Regions from separate parts of the Gasterosteus aculeatus genome. Here all the other regions are linked to region 2. The links are chromatin contacts, called in public Hi-C maps. All regions are on one chromosome and are shown on one strand. The core of a region is the stretch at or near the end of the contact, and the rest is flanking DNA. Distances in the headings are between cores, read along the strand shown.

The links. A called contact is a pair of places that touch in the nucleus more often than the background predicts.
Region 1: a contact with region 2 is called in a Hi-C map of skeletal muscle, with 2.8 times the contacts expected there. The contact joins the enhancer-like site here to the promoter of nrf1 in region 2. A contact is called at or near these places in 2 of 6 Hi-C or Micro-C datasets (both in skeletal muscle).
Region 3: a contact with region 2 is called in a Hi-C map of skeletal muscle, with 18 times the contacts expected there. The contact joins the promoter of plxna4 here to the promoter of nrf1 in region 2. A contact is called at or near these places in 3 of 6 Hi-C or Micro-C datasets (skeletal muscle and whole body).

Annotation. Positions count from the first base shown.
Region 1 is chr4:30,936,161-30,939,259 of fGasAcu3.hap1.1, forward strand. The region is part of intron 3 of plxna4 (plexin A4); the gene reads right to left. Among protein-coding and RNA genes, the nearest start is that of plxna4, 100 kb to the right of the region's middle. Within about 2 kb of position 1,406, at least 4 of the 9 cell types and tissues checked have open chromatin away from gene starts, as enhancers often do.
Region 2 is chr4:30,784,330-30,787,373 of fGasAcu3.hap1.1, forward strand. It overlaps nrf1 (nuclear respiratory factor 1), which reads right to left and starts at 1,257. Exons shown (of 12, transcript XM_040175364.2): 1 at 960-1,257.
Region 3 is chr4:31,040,236-31,043,267 of fGasAcu3.hap1.1, forward strand. plxna4 (plexin A4) reads right to left here and starts at 1,258. Exons shown (of 32, transcript XM_040175345.2): 1 at 712-1,258.

The sequences.
Region 1 (3,099 bases), core at 156-2,655, 150 kb after region 2:
GAAAGGCGGAAAGGAAGACAACCGATCCAGCAGGTGGGGTTATCTAATACGCACGCTCGGGTGGGTCCATTTGAGGCGCTGTGTGTACGAGCGCTGTACACAGCATGTGCTTGCATTTAAACGTATGTGAAGACGTGCGTGTTTCAGATCACCGCCGCCGCATATGAAGGAAGTGTCAATTACCGAGCACAGTTACAGGGCAGAGAGTCAACGGCAAAGGCTGAATATAGAGTTTTATTGTGCTGGGACAGATCCATATTGACTGGGGAGCAGAGGGGCTTTCTGTCGGGGCGGTGGGGGGGGGGGGTATTATACCACTTTCTGACCACCAATAAAACAAATGGGTCACGGGGGAGTGCACCGCACGTCCGCAAGCACGCAACGCAGGCTCACTGGGACTGGAGGAAAACACTAAATTCAAAGTCCAGTGGACCTATTTGGACACTAATTGGCAAAAGTATTTATTAGCAGATCTCCTCTGTATTCTTTATTTTTCAAATAACACAGCGGTGTCATCCAGGGTTTGCAGACGACTTTATCGCTCCTGATATCAAACTCATGATGCATCACGCTAAAGGAACTGCAATATAAAACCAGATACAGTGTGTATGACGCTGACGGAATACATTTAAATAAGAAGCTGTTTATTGAGGATTTTTATAATACAAAAACAATAACTTCCGACACATAAACATGAGCAATACCTTAATTCCCTTGATTAAAAACAGCAGCGTTTTTTTTTTTTTTTTTTTTTAATAAAACAACTAATCCGAGTTTCAGTCAGCTGCAGTGATTATTAATATATTTTACAGTAATTTTTCATCAGCTTAAAATCATTTAGGCAGCTACAGTGGTGCTAGCCAATATTATCTGATTTCTTTTCAACAGTAATAAAGTGGATTAGCTGCTCTATGCTAAATGGATTACAATGCTAATCTCTGCTATCACATTAGCACTACACAATAGACATTCACTGGCAGACAGACTTTGATTAGCCTCTGAGTAGTGGGAAGGTGGGAGATGCATTGCGCCCTCACATTAATGCACACATGCAAATGCGTGTTGTGTTCACACATACTATCGCGTGTAAAAAAAAAGAAAATTAAAAACCTTGGCATTTCACTTTCTCTTTCACACAATTGCACACACACAGGCTGTCTGGCCGGGTCTACTCTTATGGTAATGTAGGATGCTCTGGGGAGGGTGGCAGGAGACGGGTGCTTTTGACTCACAGAGCACACTTCCTCAGCCCTGCAGAACGTGTGTAGTAAACATAGCTTTGTGTGCGTCTTGATCCGTATGTGAGTGCATCTGTGGGAGAAACCCTTGTTCTACCTCGGATCATACAGAGGAAATCCTAGCCCTCCATAGAGCGACCACCCTGGTCCATGAACTGTATCCGCCCAGTGGCGGTGGGATGTAACTACACAACACAATCACAGAGGAGGGAAATACAGACTGTGGCAGTGGATGTGATCTCAACTGCGGCGGAGACACAAACACTCAGAGAAAATAGCATTCACGCAGTGGCTTTTAAGCTAATTAGACCATTAAAGTAGAACACAATGTGATGGCAGTGCTGACACTGAGAGCTGATGAGTTAAATAACAGTTTTAGCGTTACAGCTCAGAAAAACAACAAAAGCGACCCCGTGTGCAGATGGTAATTCTGCTTTGAGTCGAAGAAAGAAAAACTAAAATGCTGAAAGTGACTGTCTCCCTCTGTCCATGTGGCTAACCTCTAGCAGAAGGTGTGATACAGAAAGGGAAGCCATTCCGGTGTGAGAACCACAGGAGTACCCTCTCTCTGTTTCCTGGTGTTGGCACGGTGCACCGCGAGGCACACGGAAATGTCCTGCACCTCGCATCCTGCATGGAATCAGTATCGGAGCAGGTGGAGTCTTCATTTCTTCAAATACACTTTTTCTCATGAAACTGCCGGACCGTTGCCTAAATTGCTCATCAAATGAAGCAACATTTCATTTTTTTGTACCCTCAGTTACACACCTGAGCACTGATGCTGAAACTACTTCCCATCAAGAGATGAGATGGATTTCAGCCCGGTCAACCCTTAACATGAAGCATACTGCGGTCTATGCGTTTATGCCAATGGTGGGTGTGGCTGAGCAGTCGAACCGACCCCCATCTGGACGAGGCCACATTGGGGAAATAGCATACTGACAGTATTCTTCTGGAAACGTACAATAACTGAACGGTTGCCAGTCACACAGAGTTGCAGTCTGTTAAGCATGGCAGCCGCACTCACACACCATGGCCCGAAACGCACGCGCCGTGACCAACATGCTACCGGTGGAAGCCAGAATAAGCTGCTGACTACAGCATCACTGTGGTCAGACAGAGGCCTACACGAACACACAGTGAGGTGAGCGGGCCGGAGCGGAATGCCGCCCAAAGTCACTCTTCAGCATGCTGGGAAACTCAAATTACCACAACATTTGTGTGAGGAATTCCATCAAATCCACGAAATAAAACGGACGGGCAAAACCAGTGTGAGTGGCAGCCGTTCTGCATCCAGAAAGAAGAGTCGTGAACCTTTTCCTGCTGGATGTGCACATGGTGAGCGTTGTTACCAAAAATAACTTCAAAGAAGAAGACGTAAAAAGGTTATTTTGCCACTTCAGTACTAAAGGAGCTGCGCTTAATGTTTAACTGCATCTATCATGTGGGACACGTCATTAGATTGTGCAAAACGAATCCGTGGTTTAAATTGAAATGCCACATCAGTACTTGAACTTAGTTTCACAAAGTAATGAACAAAACGACAAACGTTAACTACATTCATCTTAATTTCTATTTTCAAATAAGTGGGTAGATATTTGGGGTAAATGGAGGTCAGCCCGGTGCTGCTTCTTTTTTTTCCCCCCACGGGCTTGAAGCAGTTGTGGCTGTTCATTTAAAAACTAAAAAAGAAGAAGAAAACCTAGGATCACTCAGTGATTTCATCAAGCAGAACGTGCACATGAGGGTCTCCTGGGGTCTCCCGTGTAAGCCCCTGGGTCCCTATCTGTTCAAGATATCAATCAAAACCTATTTGGAGCATCAACAGCGTAGCCGCATGCCAAACGCCGCTGAAACCCGA
Region 2 (3,044 bases), core at 7-2,506:
GTAGACGTTACATTATGGGGGCAGATGTGTTGGGGATAACTTCAACTGATCCACGGTGGGAAGCTGACATGTGGATCATTCATTTCAAACAGGTACTCTCCCATACGCGATTGGCAAATGTTGTTATCCACCAATGCAGAACTATGAAGTATAAAAGGGTTCGAATTGTGTCACTAACAGCAACCGGACTTGTTTACATGCAATATCCCCTGTAACAACTGCACCGAATGTGCTGCCTGTGGGCAACGGGATGCTGCGCGCCTCGATAATAACATTGTCGTTTAATCCAATCCACGGCGTACCAGCACACCGATTCCCCATCGGCCAGCATGAGCACATTGTAACCCACGTATATTTATTATATACGCAACGTCGCTGCTCGTGCAGCGCAGTAACGTTTAGTAGACGCGCCGGTCGGGCTGACAACAAACTAGCAAACAGAGCTAAGCTAGCGCCGTCCTGCATTCGCGCTAATGCGCTAGCTAGCTAGCTAGCCAGCTAACCGTCACGGCGGTGAAGCTTCGGTCATCTGAATGGACGTTAGCTACGGTCGTGAGCGGCGACGGCTTCCCTCGCGTCCGGACATCGGACACAAAACGTGAATTCGGTGCGCGTGCGAGGGTTCTGCGGCGGACCCCCCTCGGTTAGCACGGCGGCTAGCGCGAAACCCGCGCAATACGAAACAAAAACAAGCGAGGCCCGGGCGGCCTGCGCTACTTCATCCGCAGCTATTCTACTCTTCGCGAGCTTGTTGCCGATACGCGCCTAGAATACGATTCCGCGCGACAGCGAGGGGGGGAGAAAAAAAAGAAAAGAGCCGCAAATGTATCAAAAAACCGCGTCCACGGTCAACATCACAACAATCGTCATCTTTCAAACCCCCCCACAACGCTGCCGGGTTCGATGATGCGGCTGCGCCGGGGCTGAAATAGATGGAGATTGCGCGGTAGGGCACTAACCTCAGAGCGGCTGCGCTACTTCGGGCCTGCGCCGTGCAGTGGGGATGGAACAGAGCTCTAATGGAGGACGGAGGGGGAGCGAGGCGGCAAACACAGCGAGCACACAACGCTGAGTGGCGCTGGTGATGCCTTCAGGTGCTCGTCCCGAGCTTCTCTGTCGCACGGTCACGATGCATGCACATACGCGCACGCACGCACACGCCCGCTCACACATACATACATACATACATACATACATACATACAATTGTGCGTGCATTTTTGAAGACCCACTTTTGGTCAAAAGACAGCAGTAAAACATTATGCGCATCGGTTGTTTATGGTTTCCGTCTCACCAGAAAGACACAAGCTGGTACAACTGAATACATGCATTAGAATTATGCATGGTGTTTTAATTACACAATTATTTTACCCATACTGAAAGTTGCACCAAGAAATTAAAAACAATGGTCTTGATAGTATTGGCAGTTGCTTCAAAGACAATGTAATATTCATGTAATATTGAGTAAAAAAAAAATCTATATATTAACCTATTTTTGTAAATTGGCCTTCATTTAATGCACACGTAGGGTTTTACATAATGCATTGACACATTAAAAGGGGTATCATATGCTTCCCGCTCCTATCGGGGTGATTCATCCGTTTTATTGAATCAAGTGCATCATTAATACAAAATTAATAGTGAGTCATATTTCCGATAGTTATTGAACGCCACATGATATCCAGGAAACCACGCCCCTTTCCACTGACACAATGAACCCAACTGAGGCCTGTTTGTTGCCCCAAACTTCCATTGCTGTCCACTCACCTGCTCATTGGGCTCAATGACAAGACGAAAACGAAAAGGGTGGAAGTTATTTTATGTTGCCTTAGTGTTAATACAGATTAATGCCCAACGTGGGAAAACGTCACTACCAACAAAGAGCAACGATCAAAACAAACTGTTCAATTACTCCAATTAGCAACACCTGCGTCATTCAGGGAGAGTGCGTCACTTTCTACCTGACGCCGTTTATTTCTCCAAGAGGTTAGTATCATTTCTGTCCTAAAACATTCAAACAATAGATAGACTAGGACACACGTATTGAAGGGATGAAAAATAATGTGTACTGTCTCTAATAGGACCTTTCCACAAGGCATGTTATTCTCCGGTGCATAACTCCGCTAGAGCTAAAAGTGTTTAATCAAACTGTAAACTGTAAAACCCTACCATCATGCAGATTATAATATTGTTTAAACTGTTTTAGAGAAATGTTATTGGATGCTCCAGTTTGTGCTGCTTTATAAAAATAGATTTGTATTAGCCTACCTTTTTGAATGGGTTTGCCAAAAATAATACAAACGTGTGTGTGTGTGTGTGTGTAATATAATATATATATATATATATAATCTCAACACAACGCAAGCGCAACACTTCAGCCTCCAATTGAATCATAAAGTTGAATCACATTTCTCATCGTTGAAACAGTTGAAACAAATGGCACATTAGGATTTATTTCAGGACGTTTGTATGAGACTGAATTAGTTTTGGCCCTCTGCACCTAATAAACTGGCCACTCAGTGTCAAATGATATTTAGGTCTATCGAAAAAAAACTCAGAAAAGTATTTCGAATAGGCCTAATTTTCATCTTCTCTTACAGCTTTGCGTACCGGATAGACAATCGGTCCCTACATGTGGAAGGTAAAAGTCGCTCAAACTCCTTGCAACTCTATAATGCACAATAGCATGTAAGGCGTTTCTGTATTCATCAAGGACTAAACTCATCCCTGACATGGGTCTGTAATAGTTGCAAAACTAAAGTAAACCCTCGTGCCCTGACAACATAAACCTTACTCACTTTCTACTTTGAACAGAACACCGAGGCCCGAAGGCGACCGATCCGTGGCAGAGAGACGCCGACGGGATAAAAAGATAAGATTCTGACCGTTTCCTATCTTTCCTTTTGTGTTTCTACCAAACTTCTTTCTCTATGCTCCAATGAACACCTCACACACCCGCATCCACAACCTGAGTCCCATCTCAAGGGGGCAGCATTGCATTATGAATCCCACTTTGAACTCAGCCTCCCCCTTAACTTCGCCGTA
Region 3 (3,032 bases), core at 8-2,507, 260 kb after region 2:
GTATTAAAGAACTTTCTTTCCTTAACTTTCCTTCTATAACTCACAATGTTTTTTAAACGGGTCACAAAATTACACTCGCCACGCATCCTGACAAGACCGGGAGGAGCACCGCGTACATTTTGCCCATTTTCCACGATGTAGAGCCGAGACACGATCTGAAATCACCCTCGCAGTCCACTCGGGGCTGGTCCTCCGCACCGGGCTTATCCCCGAAGCCACTGCGGAAATCCGACGCGGAATCACAGACACATTATTCTGTCTTTAACCTTCACAGTTTACGCTGCAAGAAGAACCAGCACAACCCGGGTATGCAGCCCGCTCTCTCCCTCTCTCTCTCTCTCTCTCTCTCTCCCAGGCTTATAGTGAAGGGCATGGATGATATAGAGCAGCATGTCAATGACGGGTCCCAAGTTAAGATAAATAGAAGGTCATTAAAATGCTCCGCAATTCTGCTCTTTTTAAGCCTCCGATCCAAATGGGCAGGCTGGGCAGGAAACCCGCCCGAGCGCCGGAGAGCGCAGAGCGGGCAGAGCGCGCATGGCGCAGCTAGAACAGGTGCAACACGCCTCCCGTCACCTGGCTGGTGCAGTGGCAACCCTTCACACACGCACAAAAACCCAGAAGCTTTTGCCCCCCCACCACCACCACCACCACCCCCCCTCCCGTGTCTGTCTGTGGGAACGAATTCCGTGAAAAAGCTCATTTCCTTACCTGTAATCTTCGCAGATATCACTTCACAGCCGCAGCCGCAGCGACACTGCGGATAAGAGGCACGTCCAGAGAGGAGCGTTCCCCCCAAACTCCGTTCACTCTCACCCCCACCCACCCCCTTAAAAAAAAAGAAGATAAAAAGAGAGAAACGCTTAGAATAATGTTATATCCTTGATCAAACGGCTTGTCCGCTTTTAAATCCCGAGTGAGAGGTGGAGTTTAGAAGGCGATCCCTGCACAGGCGAAAGACATAGCGGCAGACCTCCAGCCCCGCGTCCCCGATCAGCAGCACCTCGCTACGCCGCTCCGAGCGCTCTGAGACCGGCCAACCGCGCCTCCCATTCCCCGGCGAGGGCGCACTCTGTACGCCGCTGCAAAAAGCCGCTGCGCCGCGCGGGCTTCCCGCTGGAGGCTGTGCGTGTTCGCGCGTGCACGTGCGAGTGTGCGCGTTGGGTCGAGAGCGCGTGTGTGCATAGATGTGACTCCGTGCGGTGCTCCTGCTCAACTGAGCCGCCGAGGGTGCTGCAGCGGAGTGAGAGTGGGAGAGAGGGGGATAGAGCGCGCGGGAGGGACGACGAGGGGGGGCGGCGGAGGGAGGGAGCGAGAGAGAGAGAGAGAGAGAGAGAGAAGGATGCTGCAACATCCTGCGTTTGGGTTTAATTTTTGGTCTTTGGCAAAACACCTAAATAGGCTCGGAGCGCATTACTGGGCAATAAAACCCCGCGTTAACATAATCGCGTGTATTATCTATGTCGTCCAAAAGGCGGGGACGCAATGACTTTAGATCTCTGGAGCACTTTTAAAAGAAGTTGATTTTCAAGATAAATTGCTGCGCCCCTTTGGTGGATGCGTTTCACCGAAAAGAAAACAAGAAGATGACAGATAGGAGCTCAAAAAGAGCGCGTGCTTTTGGTGAAGGAGCATTCGTCCCGTTGAGAATGGGATTTGGCAATGCCAAAAGGGGGAATTTACACAAATGAGCTACAATGCAGGGTGGAGATGATCAGATCATAGGATTTGAATATCTAATCGCAGGATCATTTAAAGATGGAGATCGGGCAACAGAGGAACACAATTACGACACTTGCACAGTTGTAAGGGATTTAGCTTTGATTAACTTTTAACATGCTTTGGGGGGTCTATTCCCCACCCCTGCCATATTTTAAGCAATTAATATTCCAAACAGGCCTAATTAGGTAATATTTTCTTTTAACGAAGTAAGCCAGTAGGGAGTAAATAGCGCTCTCCTGATCTACCATTAAAAAAATAATCCATCAAGGTCGACCTAATATTGCGCAATATTCCTTTCATGTTGAAAAATGAATGTGAAGCACTTGAGTCGGTGATGGGCTGTGCGGTTGGGAGAAAGAAGGGGATGATGGGGGGTCGGGGGGGGCAGCAAAAGACTCAAAGAAAACAACTGCAACTTTGTAAAAAAAAAATGTTTCACGCGCCCCCTGAACGTTTATCCTGAATCCCTCAGGGGAAGCAGCCTGCGCTCCGGGGCGGTTTCGGAGGGGAGGGAGAGTGTGTCCCTGCTGCAGCATCCTAATCCCCCTTCCAGAAGGGGTTCCTCGCTGTGAAACACTGCCTCAGAGCCCCACCTACAGGCCAGATCAACTTCACAGCCAGCGAGGAACACAAGCCCGGACGAGACGACGATTCGGTGCAGTGCAAAACGTTTACACTTAGAATAAACCACCGTAAACACATTTTATGCGACAGAAATACACAAAACGAGGCCGAAACGTGACGTCAGAGGCAGAAAAGGTGACACAGTGAGCCGCCGCCTCTGAACCAACGGTGTGTGCAGCGTGATGGAAGCTGGTAGAGCTTCCAGAAACAATACGGGAACGGAGGTCATTCTATGCGGTTTGACGTTAAGGTCGTCGGTCTTTTCAGGGGGGAGGGAGGAAGACGCTATATATTTTTCGACATGTACAAAAATAAAGGGGCGAAAAAAACGCCAGCGTTTACATTGCGCGCGAGCTTACTTTAGGGCAAATGGCGATAAAGTTTGCTTGCATGGGCATCTGAAAACAACTAACTTCTTACTTACCTGGAAAATGTACCACAGCTGCCGGTCAAAGAAGTAAAAGCCTTTGTTGAAATGCATGTTCAACACTAATTTAGACTTAAGTAAGTTGACAGTATTAACGTGTAAGGGAATTTATCATTGTAAACAAACGGACAGGTGGGCACACGTGAACCCAATCAACGCCATTTTGGAGTCACGTGACAGATCTCACCCACCTGCCTACCCTGTCTTCCCTGACTGAATCCACTGCAAAAGTGACGTAAACTGTCAAATGTTTGCGCAT